Regions from separate parts of the Zea mays genome. Here region 1 is linked to region 2. Evidence: chromatin contacts called from public Hi-C data. All regions are on one chromosome and are shown on one strand. The core of a region is the stretch at or near the end of the contact, and the rest is flanking DNA. Distances in the headings are between cores, read along the strand shown. Region 1 holds the start of LOC100282548. Region 2 holds the start of LOC100501039 (Transmembrane and coiled-coil domain-containing protein 5B).

Region 1 (3,204 bases), core at 621-3,120, 140 kb before region 2:
TCAAAGCATCAACATTCAGATTATTTTTAACACATCAAGAAAAATTTAAATCGTGCAGGGATATCTGACTGTAACTCTAATGCTGATTCAAACCATAAATAAGCTCCATGCTTCAGAGAAGGAGGGGGGGGGGGGGGCTGTATATGCCATCACCGCACCAGATACCGAGGACCCGTTTATGGTCTGTCCAATTTACCACATCGTCCTAGATGATATAAGAAGCATTTAGATATGGTCGTTTACATGTAGCTTTAGAATTTCCTTTAACCATTTTGACATTTTACATTGCCCACCACCATGCTTATTAAAACGACGTTTAAACGTCGTTTAAACTATAAAACGCTGACAGAAAGTGAAACGACAAAACGTTTTACGATTCGTCGTAAAACGTCGTTTAAACGTCGCGTTTTGACGTTTAAACGCGGTATAGAGTGAAACGCCGCGTTTCGGGCGTTTAATGCGTCTGCTGCTAGAAATTGGCCCAGCCCAATTAGAAACTCCCGCCCAGGCCGCCGCTACAGGCCGCACTATCACCAGCCCAATTAGGAACTCGCGTTCTCACCAGCCGCCGCACTCCAGGGCGCGCTCCAGCCTCCAGGCCGCCGCTGCCGCTGCTCCAACACTCCTGCGCCGCCCGTCCGGCGCCGCCAGCCCCGCCTCTGCGTGCCGCTGCTCCAGGCCGCCGCCGCTCCAGGCAGCTGCTCTCCAGGTCGTCCTCCCTCTAGGCCGCTCCAGGCGGCTGCTCTCGAGGCCGTCCTCCAGCCCCGCCTCAGAGCCTCTGCGTGCCGCCGCGCTCCAGGCCGTCCTCCCTCCTGCGCCGCCCGTCCGGCGCTGCCAGCCCCTCCAGCTCCGCCTCTGCTGTCCCACTGCGGCAGGACTACAGAGTACAGAGACTGACTGTCCCACTGTTCGCTGGCGTATGCTCCACTGGTGAGTAATCTAGCCTCCTGTTGCTCGCTTGCTGAAGGAAGAAGGATTGATGAAGGGTGCTCCACTGTTATTGTGGTAATGTGGTTGTGGACATGTCATTTTGCACAATATTATTATGTGAACTTATGTTGGTTGTTTGGTATTTGACTTGATATAATTGCCTGAAATTATGATATATTGAAATTTCCCTATGTTGTTTAAAACTACGTTTAAACTTTGTTTAAACCGTTTAAAAGTTAAAACTCACCCATGAGCGTTTCAACGTTTAGTTGTTTTAATAACCTTGCCCACCACATCATGTCTCAATTAAGTAAGACAGGTGAGTACCACAGTCCACAGTAGATTGGTCAGTAGGACAGTAAGCTACTAGAACTGTTCAATCCACTGTTAGGAATCATGTCTTGACCACCTTCCTGTTTACATTCTAGGAATAGGTTTAATTCTAAGACTAGTCGATTCAAAGGTCTGTCAAAGACTGAACACAAACTACGTAATCAAACCAGAATCGCACAAAGGAAGCTAGAAGTTGTGAAGGAAAGGGGACCCACAAGGATGACGCGATGGGCGGGCACGGCGGGTGTGTCGGGGGTGCGCCCAGCATCGCGTTCGCCTCCCGCGCCGGTGGAGGGGATGGCGTGGAGGAGGAGGTCGCAGTTGGGGGCGGATGCGGCGTCGAGGGTAGGGGAGGGGAGGCGGAGGAAGAGGAGGCGGGAGCGGAGGTCGTCGATCTCCCGCTTGAGCTCCTCCTCCGTCTCGCTGGCCTCCTCGTAGCACTCCTTGCAGGTCCCGGCGTCCTCCTCGTCGTACCCTTCCTTGCACGACTGGCACCACATCTTCGGAGCTCCTCCAAACGCCGGCCGACCTAGCCGCCGCACTACGATGGCTGTAATTTCGGAGCGGTGGCGGCGGCGCGGGTGGTGCCTTCGAGGGCTGTGAGATTGTGGGAAGAGCCGAAGAGGGGTCCAAGTGAGCTTGTCTGACGCTCTTGGCGAGTTCGTATGTGGGCCTAATGTAAGGCCCAAAACTTATATAAAAAAACTATAATAAAAATAATGAATAAATATATCTATATGATAATGCTTTGGGATTATGAAACCTAAGGCGATTAATTGATCCCTTTTAGTTTAACAAGTTCAAGTAATAGGATTATATTAGTCGAATAATAAAATAAATAAATACAAAAAATGGGCACCTCATAATAAAATTCTTGTATTTGTATTCAAATTTGTGAAACAATTTGAGTTTAAAAAAATTAGAATTTGAAAATAAAAAGGGAACAGAAAAGAAAAGGATGGGAATTTAAAGGAAATCATTTATTTCCCCCTAAATAAATGACAAGGAAAACAACAAATAAAATATTGGAAATAATAGATGTTATATTTTCTTCAAGGGTGTGTTTGATATTTGAAAACTTGGGAGTTCATAACATGAGTTGAATTGAATTTAAAGGGAGGGATTATAAATGGGAGAAGAATATAGAAAGGAAAAAGAGAAAATAGAGAAATCCCGGCTGGGCCGTTTTCCTCTTCGGCCGGCCCAACTCAGCTTCTCTCCCCGCTCAACCCATGGCGCTCACTGTCGTTCACGTATGTGGCTTACTAGTGGGGCCGCCCTGTCATCACCTATTCCTTGCTCCGTGCGCATCTCAACAGAACCCGCCATGCTCGCATGGTCAGCACTCCCTCGCCGCGATGTTCGCTGTTAGGTTCCCTCCGCTCGGACTTCACCGTGGTGCATAAAAGCCGAAGCTCCGCGACCCCCTTCCCTCCATCCACCAATTCGAGGCTGCACCGAGTCGTTGGGAGCCTCGCCTGGCATAGAGGGAGAAGACAACACGGGAGCTCGGGATCCGCCGAGGTGAGATTGGCGCGTTTGACGGGGTCGCGCCTCAAGCATGTGGGCTGCTTGCTTATTCGGGAACGCCGCTCGCGTGTGTGGTCACCGCTGCACAGACAAGGGTGTGGGCGACTGGGAATTCGCCGTCGAGCTTCAACCAACCCTTCAGTCTGCCCTGCGCTGTGGTCAGTGACCTCTACTACCTTCCAGTGCGGGTAAGGTAGTGGCCCGACTCCCATTTCTTTCCAGGTTGCGATAGAACCTATTAATTTTAGTTCGGAAGCTCTAGGGCATCGGTAGTGGATCACCGGAGGGGTGGGTGCTCCGCCGTCAGTCCATGGTGGCCGCCGGCGTGCCGTCAAGTGGTGAAGACGAGTGTTGGTCATTGATCCTCGATTGGATGGCGGCGATTAGAAACAGAATACCGGTCCGGTCAGA
Region 2 (3,684 bases), core at 924-3,423:
CTCTATATTTAAAACAAGGTAAATAATTATCCAAATATTTTTTATAAGGTAACAATAAATAAAATATGTTGAATAGTCTCGTTCTGATTAAAAAACAGCATTTCATACTACCTAAACGCCCACGTTTAGCCTAGCCCACGCGTGTTTCCGAACAGGATCCAATCTCCGTGACCCTGTATCCCGGGCAATCCACGAACGAAAAGCTGTGGAACTCATCCCGGCCACGATGGTTGAAGCGACGACGGCGGCACGATTCGGAGGAAGGGAAGGGACGACGGCAGCGACACAAAGCCCCTTCCACCACTGTCCGCCCTCTTCGTCGGCGATCTAAGGCTGCCCGCACTGGCGTACTGGAAACACGACTGGAAAGGATGCCGTATGATATAGAGTTCGAATTTAGGTGCAGCGGTTCACTGGAAAGACGACGCTAAAATACAGTTGGCTAGCAACGACCCTATATACAGCGTTCGCGTCCGTGGGACTGCACAGGAGACAGGCGGGACCACGGCTGGGGCCTGACGCAGACGTTGTGAGAGGCTGGTTTGGAGGGAGTTGAAAAATAAATAATAGAATATGTTGTAGTTGGTATAGAGTAGATATTTAGGGTAAATATGAATGCAGAGTATTATAGGATAGAGTAGAGAATCTCAGTGACCAGGACGAAATATTTCTTTTAGAGTAGAAATTTAGGGTTTCATGAGTGCGAATAGCCTAACGTGGGCTTAGTATAGACAAGGCAAGCTTGGTGTCTCCATCGTCCTATGTTAGAATTGAACGTTGCAAAAAACTCTAAAGGTACCACCACCTCTCTAGAGTGTCCGTGGGCCCTCCACTCCGAGTTGTCACTCCCGGCACCGGCATACCGCACCGGTTTCTTTTTCTTGAGCCGATGGAGTCAAGCTCTCCCAATTATATTCCATCGGCCATGCATGCTACCCGAATCTTCCTGCCGCGACTCATGAATCAAGTTCTTCTGGTTTTGTCACGATCCTACTCACTGCTCCCAGATGCTGGATATATTAGGTGGACATACCCCCCCGGCCGGCCGCATTTTAATTTTTTGCAAATGCGCAGTGCGCTTGACCTCAGGGGCTAGCTACCGATCACTTCTCCTTGTCTCAGCAGTCAGCAATTGATAGCACAAAAGTCATTAGCCTGGGGCCGGCCTTCCCACTGAGGAAAGGAACAACAGGTTTCCACTAAACTAACTTTAGCTCTCGTTTTTTTTCTTTCCTGCATGCACGTACGGTACAGAGAAGGCGCGCGCGCGCGCGCACACACACACACTCGCTCAACTTTCATCTAGTGTGCACAGGCTATGTCCTTGTCGTCGTACGTCCGTCCCAGAAATCACTATGATGAACTGCATCAACACCACCAGCAGCAACTGTTCCCTGCTGAGACAAGCGCACTGCGCATTATCGGTTGAATGGTTTCCGGTAACTGAAAATTATCGTACATGTTTTCATCCCTACTGTTGAACAATTATCGGTTGAATGCGCAATGGGTGGAGGAAATTCAGAATCATTGAAAACTAGTCAGTAATTTTCACCCCCAGCGGTCCAGTGGAATTCAGGCAAATAATTTATTTACGATAAGTTCCATCGAAGACAATGCCATGAGAAATACATATAAGCCATCAAGACACTTCCTTTGTGCATATAAGCTAACTAACGGGTTGCCTGATTTGCTATTCTTACATAGTCACTCCATAAGAAGAGTTTATTTTAAGGCCTATTCCGATTGCATAAGGATCGAGGGTACTGATGGGATTAAATCTCATTCCATTCAATTTTGAGTAGAAATATATTTAATTCCTTTCTAACCAAACAAGCAAATCATTGAAAAAAAATTAGTCATAACTAGGGGTGTAATATGAACAAATATTATCCGACATCCGATAAAGAATCATTGAAAAGAAAATTAGTCACAACTCACAACTATTTTTAGTGGGTGAGCTTCTATAAAAAAATGCTCCACCAAATAGCTGTAAACCCAAACCGTTTAGCCTGGCTACGAAAACCCATGAAAATCCCAGTGGGCTTGAAGCAAGAGCAAGATTCGGCCCAATAAACCCCTCACATTTTTCACGGGGCCCAGCCATCGGAATGGCGGGATTCCGAAATTTGAAATTCTGGCCTCCTCGCTTGCGTGGCTTTTCATTCCCACCTTCTTCCTTGCCCCCAGCGTCCAGCGACGGCGGCGGCGACGACGACTCATCGCAGCGGGGGAGGACGGATGGCCGCGTCGTGCGGCACTCCGAGTCCGGCTAAGCGGCCCCGTCACTCTGACGTCGCCTCCTCCGGCGGCGACTCTGATTCTGACTCTGACGGGGACCTCGTCAGGTACGGCCGGCCTCACCTCAGCGCCTCCCCTCGCTCACGGACTCGCTCTAGAACATTCCTCTTTCGAGTTGGATTGCGAGCGATCCTTTTCTTCTTGGTTTCCCGGCATTATCCGAGATGTTCAATTCCGTGGTTGCGGCGGCAGTGACCTCAGGGAGATCGTGTGCCTGCTGCGGCTTATCAAGGGTGGGGCCAACAAGGACGGGCAGAAGATCTGTGAGCAGGTCATTGCCAGGTGAGATGCAAACCTGTAGGAATCCGAATCTCCTTGCGACTGCAAACAATTGGGCTCATCGCATAGGTATTCGTTAATGTCAATGTTTTGTTGCATGATGCTGATGACTTACGATTGCACCGACCATTGGCCTGTATGATTACATTCGTCAGTTTTTGTTGCGTTTACATATTGCTGGTGAAATGTTGTCCTATCTGCCGTCTGCAGTCAATGCAATTGTGCTACCATTTAGGCTTCAATGCAGTTTTGGCAAGGGAACTCGTAATGGCCCGCGTTTTTTTGTAGTGAATGGATGGAATTAAGACAATATTTTTGATAATTGTGCTGTTCTGTGTATGGAGCTTTATGTTTCATGGATTAACCTTTGGTGTTTTGTTGATGTTGCTGTGCCATATAGCTTGTGGTCTGAATTTCTTCCTAAAGTAGTATTACTCTTCTTGCAATGGAGGTCCGGTTCGGCCCTCGTCCCAATAATATGATAGTTGTAGTCGCATAATTGTAAGAGTGAGTTTATCCATGTGACTTGTCGAATTTTTCTCTGCTGAGTAGGCTAAATGCATGGTCTGATGAAATCTGGAGGTCCTATTCCTTCATCTGTATCACTACAGTTTGTTGTTAATTGTTTCTTAACCTGTAGTGTGGCAGCAGATATTCAGACTATGCTAGAAGAAACCCAACTGAAATTTGAGGAGGAAAGGTATTTGGTATTTGAACCACTCAATTTTCCCCCATTAACTTACTGAGAGCATCTGAAGCCAGTTATAATTACGGGAGCTAAACAAAAATATACATCTTCTGTGAGAACACACTAATCTGTGTTCCTATTTGTGCATGCAGACAGAATTCGTTAAAAGTACTGTCTAACACTTCCAAAGAGGTATTCATAACAACCTGTACTCCAGGGTTTTATTTTCTTCTAAAATGACATGGATTTGTACTTTAGCAGTGTGAGAGTTCACTGAACGAAGAGTACAGCAAGTTTCAGGAAACATATGATACGTTCTGTAAAGAAAAGGATGCTCACATGCAGACTTTCAGAGGTAGGTCAAACAAGAGCAGTATCAATTTCTTCACTTCCATATGAAGCATGGCTCTTTTTTTTTC

Evidence for each region. A called contact is a pair of places that touch in the nucleus more often than the background predicts.
Region 1: a contact with region 2 is called in a Hi-C map of tassel, with 4 times the contacts expected there. The contact joins the promoter of LOC100282548 here to the promoter of LOC100501039 in region 2. A contact is called at or near these places in 4 of 25 Hi-C or Micro-C datasets (bundle sheath, ear, leaf and 1 more).

What each region holds. Positions count from the first base shown.
Region 1 is chr7:27,897,142-27,900,345 of Zm-B73-REFERENCE-NAM-5.0, reverse strand. It overlaps LOC100282548, which reads right to left and starts at 1,870. Exons shown (of 2, transcript NM_001155456.1): 1 at 1,479-1,870. The coding sequence starts at 1,763.
Region 2 is chr7:27,753,768-27,757,451 of Zm-B73-REFERENCE-NAM-5.0, reverse strand. It overlaps LOC100501039 (Transmembrane and coiled-coil domain-containing protein 5B), which reads left to right and starts at 2,173. Exons shown (of 8, transcript NM_001346059.1): 1 at 2,173-2,345; 2 at 2,491-2,580; 3 at 3,218-3,277; 4 at 3,418-3,457; 5 at 3,524-3,620. The coding sequence starts at 2,239.